2 separate regions of the Mus musculus genome follow, and region 2 is linked to region 1. The links are chromatin contacts, called in public promoter capture Hi-C maps. All regions are on one chromosome and are shown on one strand. Each heading gives the region's core, a stretch centred on a gene start, on an enhancer-like site or on the middle of the called end of the contact. The rest is flanking DNA. Distances are from core to core; before and after follow the strand shown.

Region 1 (7,169 bases), core at 4,574-7,073:
GGCCCCTGGAGACCTAAGCAGAACAAAGCTTGTAGCCACTGAAGTCAGATGTAAGCACCTATTCCTACAGATGTGACTTTAAGGACAGCTTTGCCAGCTTTTGAAAAGAGAAGGTGACCCACATGCCCTGACATCTGAAGCTACTTGTCCCAGGCACGGAGCAGGACTTCCCCAGGGGCCCCACAGCATAGTGGAGGCGTAGGAAGCCTAAGAGACAAGCTGGGCTCAGAGGACAGGTGGCCCTCAGAGCCAAGTAGCATGAAGAAGTCGTATGTCCCTCCAGCCTAGTGCCCGGCGGGGCTTTTTCCCTGTGTGACCTGTCACTAGGCCCCTTGTCCCTCTCAGGGATCACAGGTACTTTAAGTTCCTGAACAGTGAATAACAGAGCAAAGTGTGGGTTTTGGGTGACCAAAGCGGAGTAGGCTGGCACAGAGCCCTCCGTAAAGGGTATCTGAGAGTTTTGGGTTTTAGTCTCCTCTATGCTTCAGCAGTCTGGAGGGGACTGGGCTGTCTCTCTCCACTCTGTGTTGGAGATGGGAAGGCCTGGTCCGTCTCTCTTGAGGTGCAGCTGGCCAGCCTCTGAGCCTCAGGCCTCTTGCCTCACCCACAGGTGCTGCTCTGCAGTGCTATTCATGCACAGCACAGATGAACAACAGAGACTGTCTGAATGTACAGAACTGCAGCCTGGACCAGCACAGTTGCTTTACATCGCGCATCCGTGAGTGCTCTGCCGCCCCCCACCCCCAGTGCTCTGCTGCCCCATCCCCGGTCCTCACTGCCTGCTGCCCCACCGGGCGGCCTCCCTCCCCACTCCAGCCAGACATCAAAGCTTTGCTCACCCATTCACCAACCATTTCTGGTCTTTGTGGAGTGGGTCCAGAAGTTTAGCATGTTCCGGAAGGGGCCCTGAGCCAGGGGCAGAGAGGTGGCTATCAGGACCTGGCTTTAATCCCAAGTGTCACTCTCTCTTCCCAGGGGCCATTGGACTCGTGACAGTTATCAGTAAGGGCTGCAGCTCACAGTGTGAGGATGACTCGGAGAACTACTATTTGGGCAAGAAGAACATCACGTGCTGCTACTCTGACCTGTGCAATGTCAACGGGGCCCACACCCTGAAGCCACCCACCACCCTGGGGCTGCTGACCGTGCTCTGCAGCCTGTTGCTGTGGGGCTCCAGCCGTCTGTAGGCTCTGGGAGAGCCCTACCATAGCCCGATTGTGAAGGGATGAGCTGCACCTCCACCCCCACCCCCACACAGGAGCAACCACCACCACCACTCTTAACTCCCACATAGGGCTGGCCTCCCTCACCCCAACCCCTTCCACCAGGGCCCTTTCTCCTCTCTGCTGCTATTTCCACAGCTAGCGCTTGGCCCACCCCACCCCATCAGCACTGTGCCCTACCAAGTTCTGCTCAGATGCTTCAGCTGAAGGACTCCCTCGCCACCCTACTCTCCAGGGCCTGAGCCAGTGTGCACAGCAGCACTTGGGGAGGGGCCTGGTAGAGGCTGAGATGGGATGGACTGAGCAGAAATGGAGCTGGGAGGTGGGTGTGAGGCACCAGGAGTCCCAGGAGATGATGCCTGGTGGGGGACATGCTCTCCGTTTATAGAGCTCCAGGATACAACAGTCGTGTAATAAATACCTGCTGAGTAAGTGGAGAGAACCTGTGTCCTTAAGCAGCCCATGATGCGTCTGGTCCCCACCTGGGAAGTTTCTAGTCAGGGTCATAAACATGTCACTGATCTTAGGTGTTAGCGCCCCAGTCTTGGTAGGCTCATGAGAGTGGCACCTGGCAGGAGATAGGACTGCATATCTCAGGACACCCAGTACCTGCTGTACTGACTCATGCACACTGCCAAGCTTCTCAGAGCCCTGGGTGCTGCTTCTGCTGCCCGGTCTGTGTAAAGGAGAGTCCAGAGCTTCCACAGATAAGAGGATCTCCTGGGAAAGAGAGCATTCTGCAGCTCCCTTCAGCCTCAGTGAAACTACTTTAGAAACGTTTGTTCTAGCTGGTCATGATGGCTCTCACCTTGAAAACCAGCATTTGAGAGGCAGAGGCAGGCAGATCTCTGTGCATTTGAGGCTAACTTTGTCTACTTAGGAGTTTCAGGTCAGCCAGAGCTACACAGACCCTGTCCCAAAACAAAAAACAAAAACAAACAAACAAACAAACAAAAAAACAAAAAATCCCTTTGATTTAATAGTTGCATGTGGCAAGCACATAGGAAATACAAACTTAAAAGGAGCAGGGAGAAGCCGGGCGTGGTGGCGCATGCCTTTAATCTCAGCACTCGGGAGGCAGAGGCAGGTGGATCTCTGAATTTGAGGCCTGGTCTACAGAGTGAGTTCCAGGACAGCCAGGGCTACACAGAGAAACCCTGTCTCATAAATCAAAAACAAAAACAAAAACAAGAAGAAGCAGGGAGGCAGCTACTCACACCCACCCCACCCCACTCCACCAGCCCACACTCCTGAACTCTTTCTGCTGGGTCTGTCTGTGCACTTAGAAGCTTGGGAAGGACTGGCTACAGGAGAACATGCCCACCCTTCTCATCCCTGGGAAAACCTCTTTGAAAGAAACCTGGGAATACCCTGCGGATCCTGGGTGTGAACCTGCATGAGGACCCTATTTTCACAGCTGACCCCCACCCCCATCAGTGTTGAGAGAGCATGAGGAAGTCAATATGTGTCTTCCCGCCTCCCTCCTGCCTAGTGCACTGCGGGCTTTTTCCAGGTGAGGCCAGTTACTAGGGCCTTTGACCCCTCTCTCAGGAATCACAGGCACTTAAAGCTTTAAATTCCAGAACAGTGAGTAACAGCACAAACTGTGGGCTTTGGGTGCCCGAGAGGAGGAGGCACAGGAGACACAGAGGGTCACTGAAGGGCCCAGTTATGTATTAAGCCAGGGGTCAGAACCCGAGCTCCAGAGTCTAGTGGTAGCAGTAGGATCCCAGTAACCAGTAGCACAGGAGTCATGCTGAGGGTGAGCCTGGCCATAGGCTCCAGGGCTCTCAGATGCCCTCAGCCTTTGTGTATGACCATAAGTAGGAGGCCTCCCTCTCAACCCTAGGGAGAAGTGAGCATAGACAGGTGGTATGGCTTTTCTAGGCTGTTATCTGAATGACCCAGAGTGCCAACTTCAGCCTTTCCCTCCAGCCCTCCCCCAAAAGCTGCCTCCTTCCTCACCCACAAACAAGCCTAGCTTGCCAGGAGCAGAGTCCAGGTTCTGGGAGGCCCTGTGTCTTCAGGAGGACACTGAAGATCTAGGGGTCTTCCAGCAGAATGTCACATCTCCTAGGAACATGATGCAGGACCTGGGTCCAACAGCAGTCGTGGTGTGTGTGTGTGTGTGTGTGTGTGTGTGTGTGTGTGTGTGTGCGCGCGCACGCACATGCATGCTCCGGGTGGTATTTCTGGTGGTACATCTAGTGAACCTTCTGGTTCAGGCTTGCTGCCTTCTCTGGGGATAGTGGATGACAAGACACAGTTTGCAGGACCCTGCCCCACTCCAGCTGCTCGGCAGTGATGGGGCATCTGCCTGGTTCCAAGCGCTGCTCCTGACATACCACATCCAGCAGTCACCGAGGCTTCGCTGGGTTCTCCTCAACACTCCTGCACACCCTAGACCCACCCCACGAAAGGAGTCTGCAGGACAGCAGACTCAGATAAATATGAAAAATATGGGAGTATTCAGTTTCTTAACACAAGAGCTGGGAGAACAAAGGAAAGAGGATACCAGAGGCTGGCACGGAATGGCCATCCTTTTGTGGTAGACTCAGCCCACCAGGGACCACACTTCAGCTGCCCCTTAGCCAAGACTCTCTCTCCCTGTGGTTTGTGCCCACAAGGTGCTGCAGGCCAAGAGTGCCCCAGAGCAGAGAGACTGAGATGAGACCCTTCACCCCCTATCCTGGAGACTTCCTTGCAATGAGTTATTAAAGTTAGAATGAGGGAAGTAGCAGAAGGTGCTCTGAGAAGTAACGAGCCCCTGGATCCCAAGATCAAGTCTATGCCCTGGAATGGGTTTCTAACTCCCTCATAGTTTCAGTCACCAGTGTAGTGCCACTCATCTAGAGGGGCGGAGCTATGGAAGGATGGGGCGGGACCAGAATTTGGAGGGGCGGGGTTTAGGACCTGTCATCCTACTAGACCCCACCCTCCCACCCTAGCCATCCTGTGCCTTGTGTTCTCCCTGGTAGCTAAAATGAATTGCCCACCTGCCTCGAGGGCAAACACAGGAGCCCTCAAAGAGCCAAAGGTCCCTGAGCAAAGTTTCTGCATCCAGCATTCCTATTCATCCAGTGCTGGCAGGGGAAGAGGCATATTGAGCAATCCTTGGCACGGTATTGCCTTCTGCAGACACCGTGGTCGGTTAGAACAACCAGACCAGGCAGTCAGGGTTCGGCTATGAGATAGACATGCATTATATACACGTGAACCTTCAGCGAGGTGTGCTCAGGTCCCTGGGAGAGGACTCTGGCAATGTGACACAGGCTGGGGTACAGGAGAGGAAAATGAGAGCAAAGTGGACAGTGTGTAGAAGTGACGAGAGCAGCCAACAGAAAGGCTGGGAATGAAGGATGGTGACAGGAACAGAGGGGAGCCTGGAGGTGGGTGCTCATTCACATTCTTTCCTGTTTCAAAGGCCTGGCTACCAGTGGGCAGATCTCTCCCCTGGAGGCAAGAGACAGGGTGGACAGTAGGTGACAGAAAACCCATTATCTGAGCAATGAACTTAGAGAGCCTTACTTAGTCTCTTCCTTCTGAGGATCTGTCCCTCCCCAAGCTAGAGTACAGACCAGGACAAAGTGGGTGTTGTAAGTGTAACCAGTATGCGGGGAAGGTTCTTCTTCCGGTCCTTTGAAGCTACCCTAATAGGCAGTGAATTCCTTGTCTCTCCAGAGACCCCAGGCACTCGCTTTGCCAAAGCTCCTAGCTTCAGAAGTAAAACTGAAAAAGACCTGTGCTCTGGTCAGTGACTACAGCGGACCCACCCAGCTCAGCATGGGACAGTGGAGTGATGCTGACCAGGGTATCTGGAAGGCCATCAGCCCATCCATCCCTGGGCTCCCTACCAGTCACTTGCATACAGGATTGTTACAGAGTCCTGGAGAGGAGAGACAGCCTGACCTTGGGACCTACCCCTATGCCAAAGAAAAGGGACTGACATTCCACAAACCACGGTCTGCACCTTTAGCCCGGTTGATAATGTCATTTACATTCATCACACCCCTCTCCATGCCCCACCTCTCCTCCATCTTGCATTAAAAGAGATAAAGGGTAGGAATTATTGGGGTGTACTTGGGATAATCAAGATTTTTGGCGGGCGGGGACAAGTAACGTGCATGCAGACTGAGACTGAAAGACACCCGGAAGACCATGAACGTCCCAGGGGCCGTGCAGAAATGGGATGTCTGGATAGGCTCTCAGCATCCTTGGAGATGCATTGTTTGTTTTCCTGGCAAAGTTCCCCAGCTGCTCCGCAGAAGTTCTGGAATTCTTTGGCTATGCTCATCTGAGCTACTGACTGGATCACTAGCGGGAGCAGGCTTCCTTGTCACTCTTGCACCTGCAGGGCCGAGCGCCGTAGCCAGGTGGCGCTGTACTGCTCGGAGCGTCCCGCCGTGACCCGCCCCGCCCCGAGAAAAGCGAAAGCCGCTAACGCAGAGGACCCAGACTAGGCCATCGAGGACGCGCGCAGGGGGGAACCAGTATCTGTGCGAGCTACTCCAGCTCACGGCGCCGCTGCCTCTGGAGTACTCCCCCTCGGACTGCTGGAAGAGTTGGTGCGCTCCAGTCCTCGGAGCTCCCAGGCTTCAGGGCCGGCCGGCAGCAGGCAACCTGCGCAGCGGGCTCCTGGACACCAGGTGCCCGCTGCCAAGATGCTGGAGCTGTTGGTGGCGTCGTTATCCCTGGCGCTCGCCTTCTTTGCGCTGCTGGACGGCTGGTACCTGGTGCGCGTGCCGTGTGCTGTTCTGCGCGCACGCTTGCTGCAGCCGCGGGTCCGCGACTTATTGGCGGAGCAGCGGTATGCCGGCCGGGTGCTGCCATCGGACCTGGACCTGCTGCTACACATGAACAACGCGCGCTACCTGCGCGAGGCGGATGTGGCGCGCGCTGCGCACCTGACCCGCTGCGGTGTGCTGGGGGCGCTGCGCGACCTGAACGCGCACACGGTGCTGGCCGCCTCGTGCGCGCGCTATCGCCGCTCGCTGCGCCTGTTTGAGCCGTTCGAGGTACACACGCGACTGCAAGGCTGGGACGACCGCGCCTTCTACCTGGAGGCGCGTTTTGTCAGCCTTCGCGATGGTTTCGTGTGCGCCTTGCTGCGTTTCCGACAGCACGTGCTGGGCACCTCGCCGGATCGAGTAGTACAGCACTTGTGCAAACGGAGGGTGAGCAGCCCCACCCCGATGCCCCGGCCCTGTTTGGCTCTCAGCCCTCTCCCGCGAGAAAAACCCCTTTGAAGTTCTGGGACTGTTCCAATGTCGGAACACTTTTGCACGTTTCCTCTGTGTCCAAGGAGTTGCCCTTCTTGGGGTCCCCATCATCTATGAACCAAGGCTTTTCCGTTCAGGCCTAGCCAGTTTTGAATTTACTCCCAAGCACAGAGTTTCTCCTCTCTCCCTCTCTTCTAGAACTGAGATGCTCAGAGTAGGTATCTCAGCTAGGAGTCTGAGTCCTAGTTCTGTGTGTTCTACAGTGCTGAGTCACCCTCTGTGGTCTTTGGTTTTGAGTATGGGATAAAAGGATGTCAGTTAGAAGCAGTTGCTGGGAATTCTAGTGGACTCGAGGCCCTCTTTGGCGCAGCTTGCAGCAGAGAGGACTGGGGGTTGGATTGACCCCAGGGGACCACAAGCCTTGAGTCTTTCCAAGGTTGGAAGGAGGAGAACCCTGTGCCTGCTGGGACACAAGGCCCCTCCCCAGGGTCCACTCCTCTAGCACGGTGGCAGAGCTAGCTACTGCAGTATAGCAACTGTGACCTTGGAGACAGCCAGAGTAGTGATGGTTGCCAAGGCAGGCTCCTGAAGAGTACCAGGGCATGCCCCACCCTATTGTTCCCGCCTGTCTTGGACAAGTGCCTCCTCTTAGAGTATAGGAATGACCTTACATCAGTGCTGAGGGGCTATATCTGAAGGGAAACACGGGCTCGAGAAGTCCTCCCAG
Region 2 (6,267 bases), core at 1,289-3,788, 1.2 Mb after region 1:
GCTCCCAGTCATAGGCTATAGGATATAGGACCTAAGGACCTGGTCAGCTATCAAGTTCATGCCTGAGCTCTGGGGGCACTGCATGCAGACAGCTCAAGTGTCAGACAAGGCCTGATGGGTCTTAGGTCCTGAGATAACAACAGAGCCAGGCATGGCTATGTAGCCCAGCACCCAGACCTAGCTTCCTCCACTCACAAGAAGCTTGTACTAGCTAGCTGCAGCCTCTCAGGGCTGAGCTACCACTTCTCTGTAAAGAAGCGCACATGTGTTCCGGGCTCTCATAACTCCTACCAATCTGGGCCAGGCAGCAGCCTCTGCCAAGGGTACTTCTGGCTTGGGAACTGGACCCTGAGGAAGATGAGAAAGGCTATGTCACAGCTGTGCCCCATCTCAGTAGCAAACACCTTGAGGGTTCCACATGCTGGGAATAAAAGTCCACAGAAAAGCTGGCTTTCTGAGCCCTAAGCCCATACCTTTCTGTCCTCTGGACATTCGGAGGTAGCATGTCACCCCCTCAGTCTTGACAGTGATGAGCTCCCAGTACTGTCTGTCCTCCACAGGATTAGAAATGTGCAAGGTGGGTAGGGAACAGGTCTGTCAGAAAAGTTCAACTTGTATCCCTTCACGCTTATAGCCACATCCTCTGGGCTCACCTGGCCTGAGTCTGTGAACAGATGCTGCCCATGGGGGCTTTTTCTGTGTCTGGTATTCAAAGGGGGCAGCTGGTAGCACTTGGAATGTGAGGACTCACGAGCTTTTCAGTCACAACAGCCACGCAGTGTGACTCTCCCACTGCAGCTTATGTTGGCACAGGAGTGGTGTCTTGGTCTTTTTTTCCCATGGGTTAGTAGATTCTCATCTCCAAGCTCCCACCCTGCTTCTCTGCCTCTGGGATATCCCAGTCCTACTCAGAAACACTGGCCTGAGCTGTCTGCCCACTTTGAGACCCAGAGGCTAATGCTGTCACTCCAGTCTAAACCCACCCAGCCCCAATCTCCTTACCCCCAAATGCTATTGTTTGTTGGCTCTATTTCTGTTCCAGCAGACGGTACCTTGACCTGACACACAGGTCTTGGGACTCTGCTAGACGACTTGCTTTCTCAGCTCTTCCTTTACACCTGATAATATCTGGACCATACCTTGGGGGCATTGGTTGTGTGTCATCTTAGACACAGGAAGGAGAATGAAAACTCTGATTGGTAGAACCACCCAAGTCTGCTGAGTCAAGTGATGTGTGGAACTGGAGACCAAAGCACGTTCCAGCACCCGGATTTCACATGTTTCAATGACTCCAACATTCAATAGGCACACAGCATCTTAGACCCCTGGCTCAGAAGAAATGTTTAATGCCAGCATCTCCTACCTGCATCCCCCAAGTGTCACTCTTGCTATCAAGCCCTCTCAAGCACTTTTGCCTCATCTGTACTATGCCACGGAGCCTCACCTATCCAAAAGATAAGCCCGGAGGACGACCCTGCAGCAGCCTTCTCCTGAGAGGGCAGAAAGCCATGCAGAGCAAATCCCAGGCAACCAAGTCTAAATGGCTCCCTCTGCCAACTCTCCAACTGTTTGCTGAGTTCTCCTCCCACAGTCCGAGAGAAGGTTCATGATGTACTGGCCATCACAGAGCCTGGGAAGGGGACTCCTTGTCCCTTTGACTTCTTCCTCTTGACTCTGTTGCCCCACGGGATTGGCTTAGGGGGCACTCGGTAGTCCTGTCACATCCATCCTTTGCTTCATCCATGAGAATCCGCCTGAGATAAGACCCAGTTATCCATCCCCGAGTGACAGGGCCAATTCAGAAGCATCCTTGGGAGTAGCATCCCAACATTATAGCTTCACCAAGTTCTTTTTGCTGCAGGGTAGCCGTTCACTCTAGAAAACCATGATGCCCGGAGAGAGTGCTCATGTATTAGAAAAGGGGCGACCGTACCCTTCAACGCCCCTTTCCAAAGAAAGCTGCCCAGATCACCTTATTCAAATCAGTAAGTAGAGCTAGTCCTGTTACTTTTGAGCAAATCGACACCACCACGCCCTTTTTTCTACCCTGTGTTCGTGGACCGTACGAGTTCCACCAGTCAGCACCCGAAGCAACCTCCCTCTATGCCTAGAGTTAGGTACGCCCTTGGTGCTTAACCGCAAAGACCTAGGGCGTTAGCAAGAGCTGGGCCCCCAAAATTCCGGAGCCAGCCCGACCGCAGGCAACCGTGTCACTCAAGGCCGTGCCGTGCTGGGATGTGCGGAGCCACCGCGCAGCCAGCCTGAAGCAGCGCTCCGGAATCTGGCAACCATGTGGCCAGCGGCCCGCCTCCACACAGGCCCAGACGCCCGCCCGCAGCCCGCACTGTCCCACGGGAGGCAACCCTAACGGCGCGGGGCCCGGGCACTCCAGGCCTCCGCCGCACGTGCGCTCCTTGAGGCGGGGCCCCCGGTACTCACACGCCAGCCAAGGACGCAGCAACCAAAACCTGGAACTGCGAGCTCAGGACTGCAAAGGAGAGGGAGGGCGCCCGCGCAGCTCCCGGAAAACGCAGCGGCATAGACCACGAAAGGCACGGCGGGGGGTCCAACCCTGGGCACGCGCTGTCTTGCCCTCAGAGCGTGCATCACGATGCATGCAGGAACCACCATGGTAGAAGCAAAGGAAGAGCTACCTTGAGAGCCGCGCTTCACCTCAAGAGTTGTCGCTAGGAGCGGAGAACCGGATCTCCCAACACGCCGAACCCCTCCTCAGCTCGAAGAGTGGATCCGTCCGACGAGGGCGGGACGTAATGAAGCTGATGTGCGCACGCGCTAGTGACGCGCCCAAGGCCAGACTGTGCGCAGGCGCCACGAGGCGAAGTGGGCGGGCCTTGCGGGCCGGGGCAGGCAAGGCTGGCGAGACAAAAGGGAGGGACCCGGGCAGCCCCGCCCCCGAGCCCCGCCCCGAGCGGCCCGCGCGGGGTGTCAGGCTCGCTTTCCCGGGTGGTCCCTGGCGCCGACGCCATGTACCCCGCGAGCCCTCCGGCCGGCCCAGCCCTGCACCCGGTCCCGCATCGCGCTCGTCTTCCCCAGCCACGGTGCCTTGCTGAGCCGCCGCGATCGCCGGCGCCCGGCCCGGGTTCCACGGCGCGCCCGCCGCCGCCCCCAGCGCCCGGGCCGCGGCCCCGGGTGGCCGTGAAGATGACTTTCCGCAAGGCCTACTCAATCAAAGACAAGCTGCAAGCCATCGAGCGCGTCAAGGGCGGTGAGCGGCAGGCCAGCGTGTGCCGCGACTTCGGCGTGCCAGGCGGCACTCTGCGCGGCTGGCTCAAGGACGAGCCCAAGCTGCGCTGGTTTTTGGACCAGCTGGGTGGAGAAGTGGGCACGCAGCGCAAGAAGATGCGTCTGGCCAACGAGGAGGAGATCGACCGCGCCGTCTACTCGTGGTTCCTCACCTTGCGCCAGCACGGTGTGCCGCTATCCGGGCCAGTTATCCAAGCGCAGGCTGAGGCCTTTGCTCGCCAGATCTACGGCCCCGAGTGTACCTTCAAGGCTAGCCACGGCTGGTTCTGGCGCTGGCAGAAGCGCCATGGCATCTCTAGCCAGCGCATCTATGGTGAGGCTGAGTCCCCGGTCGCAGGCCCCGCGCCTGTCAAAGAGGAGCCGGCGCAGTCACCAGGCGCAGTTCTCGTACCTGACGGCGCGCCAGCCACTCTACCCCACTCCGAGGGCGGCTATGGCGACGAGCAGATCTACAATGCTAACGTTACTGGTCTCTATTGGAGGTTACTTCCGGAGCAGGCCTCAACTCCGGGCACTGGGGACTCCAAAGAGCCTGGTGGGTGCAGCCGACGCTGGCGCAGTGACCGAGTGACAGTACTGCTGGCCGCCAACCTGACGGGCAGCCACAAGCTGAAACCACTAGTCATCGGGCAGCTACCGGACCCACCCAGCCTGCGTCACCACAACCAGGACAAGTTCCCGGCCTCCTACCGCTACAGTCCGGATGCCTGGCTCAGTCGCCCGCTTCTTCGGGGCTGGTTCTTCGAGGAATTTGTCCCTGGCGTCAAGCGCTACCTGCGCCGAAGCTGCCTGCAACAGAAGGCTGTGCTGCTGGTGGCCCATCCACCCTGTCCGAGTTGGGCCACTAGCATGCCTCCCCTGGAGGAGAGCGAGGAGACTCCCAGGCAGTGCCAGCCTGAGCTCCTTGGGTCCCCAGAGGAACTTCAAACACCTGATGGTGCAGTTCGAGTGCTCTTCTTATCCAAGGGCACCAGCCGAGCACACATCCCTGCACCGTTGGAGCACGGCGTGGTGGCAGCCTTCAAGCATTTGTACAAACGCGAGCTCCTGCGGCTTGCTGTGTCTTGTGCCAGTGGCTCCCCTCTGGACTTCATGAGAAGCTTCGTTCTCAAGGACATGCTGTACCTGGCTGGCCTCTCTTGGGACTTGGTCCAGGCAGGCAGCATAGAGCGCTGCTGGCTGCTGGGTCTGCGAGCAGCCTTTGAGCCTGGGCAGCAGCCAGCTCACCAGGTAGAGGAGACTGCCGAACACAGCAGGGTGCTCAGTGACCTCACACATCTGGCAGCTCTGGCTTACAAGCGCCTGGCACCTGAAGAGGTGGCCCAGTGGCTACACCTGGATGATGATGGAGGCCTTCCGGAAGGCTGCAGAGAAGAGGTGGCCCCCGCTGCTCCTCCATCCCCAGCTAGCCTGCCCTCTAGCATCGGGGCTGGAGAGGAGGAGGAGGAGGCCACCGAACAAGGAGGAGTGTTGGTACCTACTGCTGGGGAAGCTGTCTGGGGACTAGAGACAGCTCTGAGGTGGCTAGAGAGCCAGGATCCCAGAGAAGTGGGGCCGCTGAGGCTTGTGCAGCTACGTTCTCTCATTACCATGGCACGGAGGCTTGGGGGTATTGGGCCCTCAGCTGTAACTTCTGATGATGGTGTGTGACTACCTTGGCCCAGTGGTCTTTTTCCTGCCTCACTGGGAGAGAGGGGGCACATACAGTCTGCCATCTTCCACCTTTTCTCCCCGGTAGTCCACTGTATGGGTCCGGGGATGCAAGCCCAGCCCAGTTTGGAGGAGTTCTATAAGTAAAGGATGTACTGCCCCAATCCACAGGGTCTGGGGAAGTGGCTATGTTCTTCCCTGGGTAGGCACATGTGGGCACATAAGCACAGCCCCTACTGGAGAACAGTTGACTGTACTTCCACTCTGGCCCCTATGGGGCTCACACACACACACACACACCTACCTGCCTCCGAGTGCACTGCCTGAGGCTGCTGCTGTTTCATCTGCTTCCCTGGTGCTACCTGGTCTCATCTCAGTGGGGAAGCATTTGGTTCTTGGTTTTGTTTTAAAAACATTAAACCTGTTTGGAAAGATGCTCTTCCTGGGGAACCCATGAGTGCTGACTGACAGGGTGAGGTGGTCTCTGGGGCTCTCTTGCCCTTGCTCTGATAACTCAGGTCCTTATGGTGCTGGATCAAAGCCCAGGCTAGGCTCCATCCAGTCCCTGGTGAGCCCGGTGCCTGGTGAGGTTTTGGATGCAGCAGAGAGTATAGCAAATTCTGTTCTACTTGGATTTTTAGTCCCTCCCACTCCCCAGCCCCCTTTAAGTACTCCATTCTGGATAGGTCTTCTATTCATGAGGTTAGCAAGTGTTTGGATCAATGGGCAGGACAAACCACAAAGCACTTTGTTTAGCTCCAGGGCAGTCTGATCTACCTGGAAACATGCCCTAGCCTTTGCAACCATCTGGGAACTCTGCAGTGCCTTAGAGTCAACCTCTAGCCCCATGGGCTCTTCCTGCACCAGCCTTCTCCAGGAACTATGGCTGGATAGCCCAGGTTGAAGGAGAAAAGGCTCAAAGGAATGTCCACATTTTGTATCTGCTGCTCTGCCCAGCTGTGGATTCAGATGACTGCTGGCCGTCTGGAGCTAAGGCACCTGCGTCTTAAGGAGGGGCACTGTGTCTTTGCAGGAATTCCATCCAGAGCCTTTGTCCCGGTCCTCCTTGTCTTTATGTCTCCTACTCTGAGCCTTGCAAACATGAAGTGGAGAAGGGATGTAACAGCTTGGCAATGGGCAAAGCCTTGAGTGACGTATCCAAAAGTGATTTCCACCTAGGCCCAAGAATATAGTTCCTTGGAGCCACGACTACATCCCAGTCAAAAATCTGCATAAATATCAAAAGCTGAGGGAAAGCATAGAGCAACAGAACTGGAGCTCAGGTAGCAGGCTCCATCTATGCACACTAAGGACCATCTGACCACCTAAGTACCCAGCCTCCCCAAAGATGAC

Evidence for each region. Promoter capture Hi-C pulls out the DNA fragments that hold promoters and counts their contacts.
Region 2: a promoter capture Hi-C map of pre-B cells shows a contact between it and region 1, with 2.7 times the contacts expected there. The contact joins the promoter of Eef1d here to the promoter of Them6 in region 1. A contact is called at or near these places in 2 of 39 promoter capture datasets (hippocampal neurons and pre-B cells), 1 of 484 Hi-C or Micro-C datasets (embryonic stem cells) and 2 of 115 datasets of contacts at active chromatin or transcription factors (astrocytes and pancreatic cancer cells).

The regions. Positions count from the first base shown.
Region 1 is chr15:74,715,411-74,722,579 of GRCm38.p6, forward strand. It overlaps Them6 (thioesterase superfamily member 6), which reads left to right and starts at 5,824. Exons shown (of 2, transcript NM_198607.1): 1 at 5,824-6,397. The coding sequence starts at 5,885. It overlaps Psca (prostate stem cell antigen), which reads left to right. Exons shown (of 3, transcript NM_028216.2): 2 at 611-718; 3 at 976-1,655. The coding sequence ends at 1,187.
Region 2 is chr15:75,906,806-75,913,072 of GRCm38.p6, forward strand. It overlaps Eef1d (eukaryotic translation elongation factor 1 delta (guanine nucleotide exchange protein)), which reads right to left and starts at 2,539. Exons shown (of 10, transcript NM_029663.2): 1 at 2,440-2,539. Tigd5 (tigger transposable element derived 5) reads left to right here and starts at 2,930. Exons shown (of 1, transcript NM_178646.4): 1 at 2,930-6,267. The coding sequence starts at 2,986. The coding sequence ends at 4,914.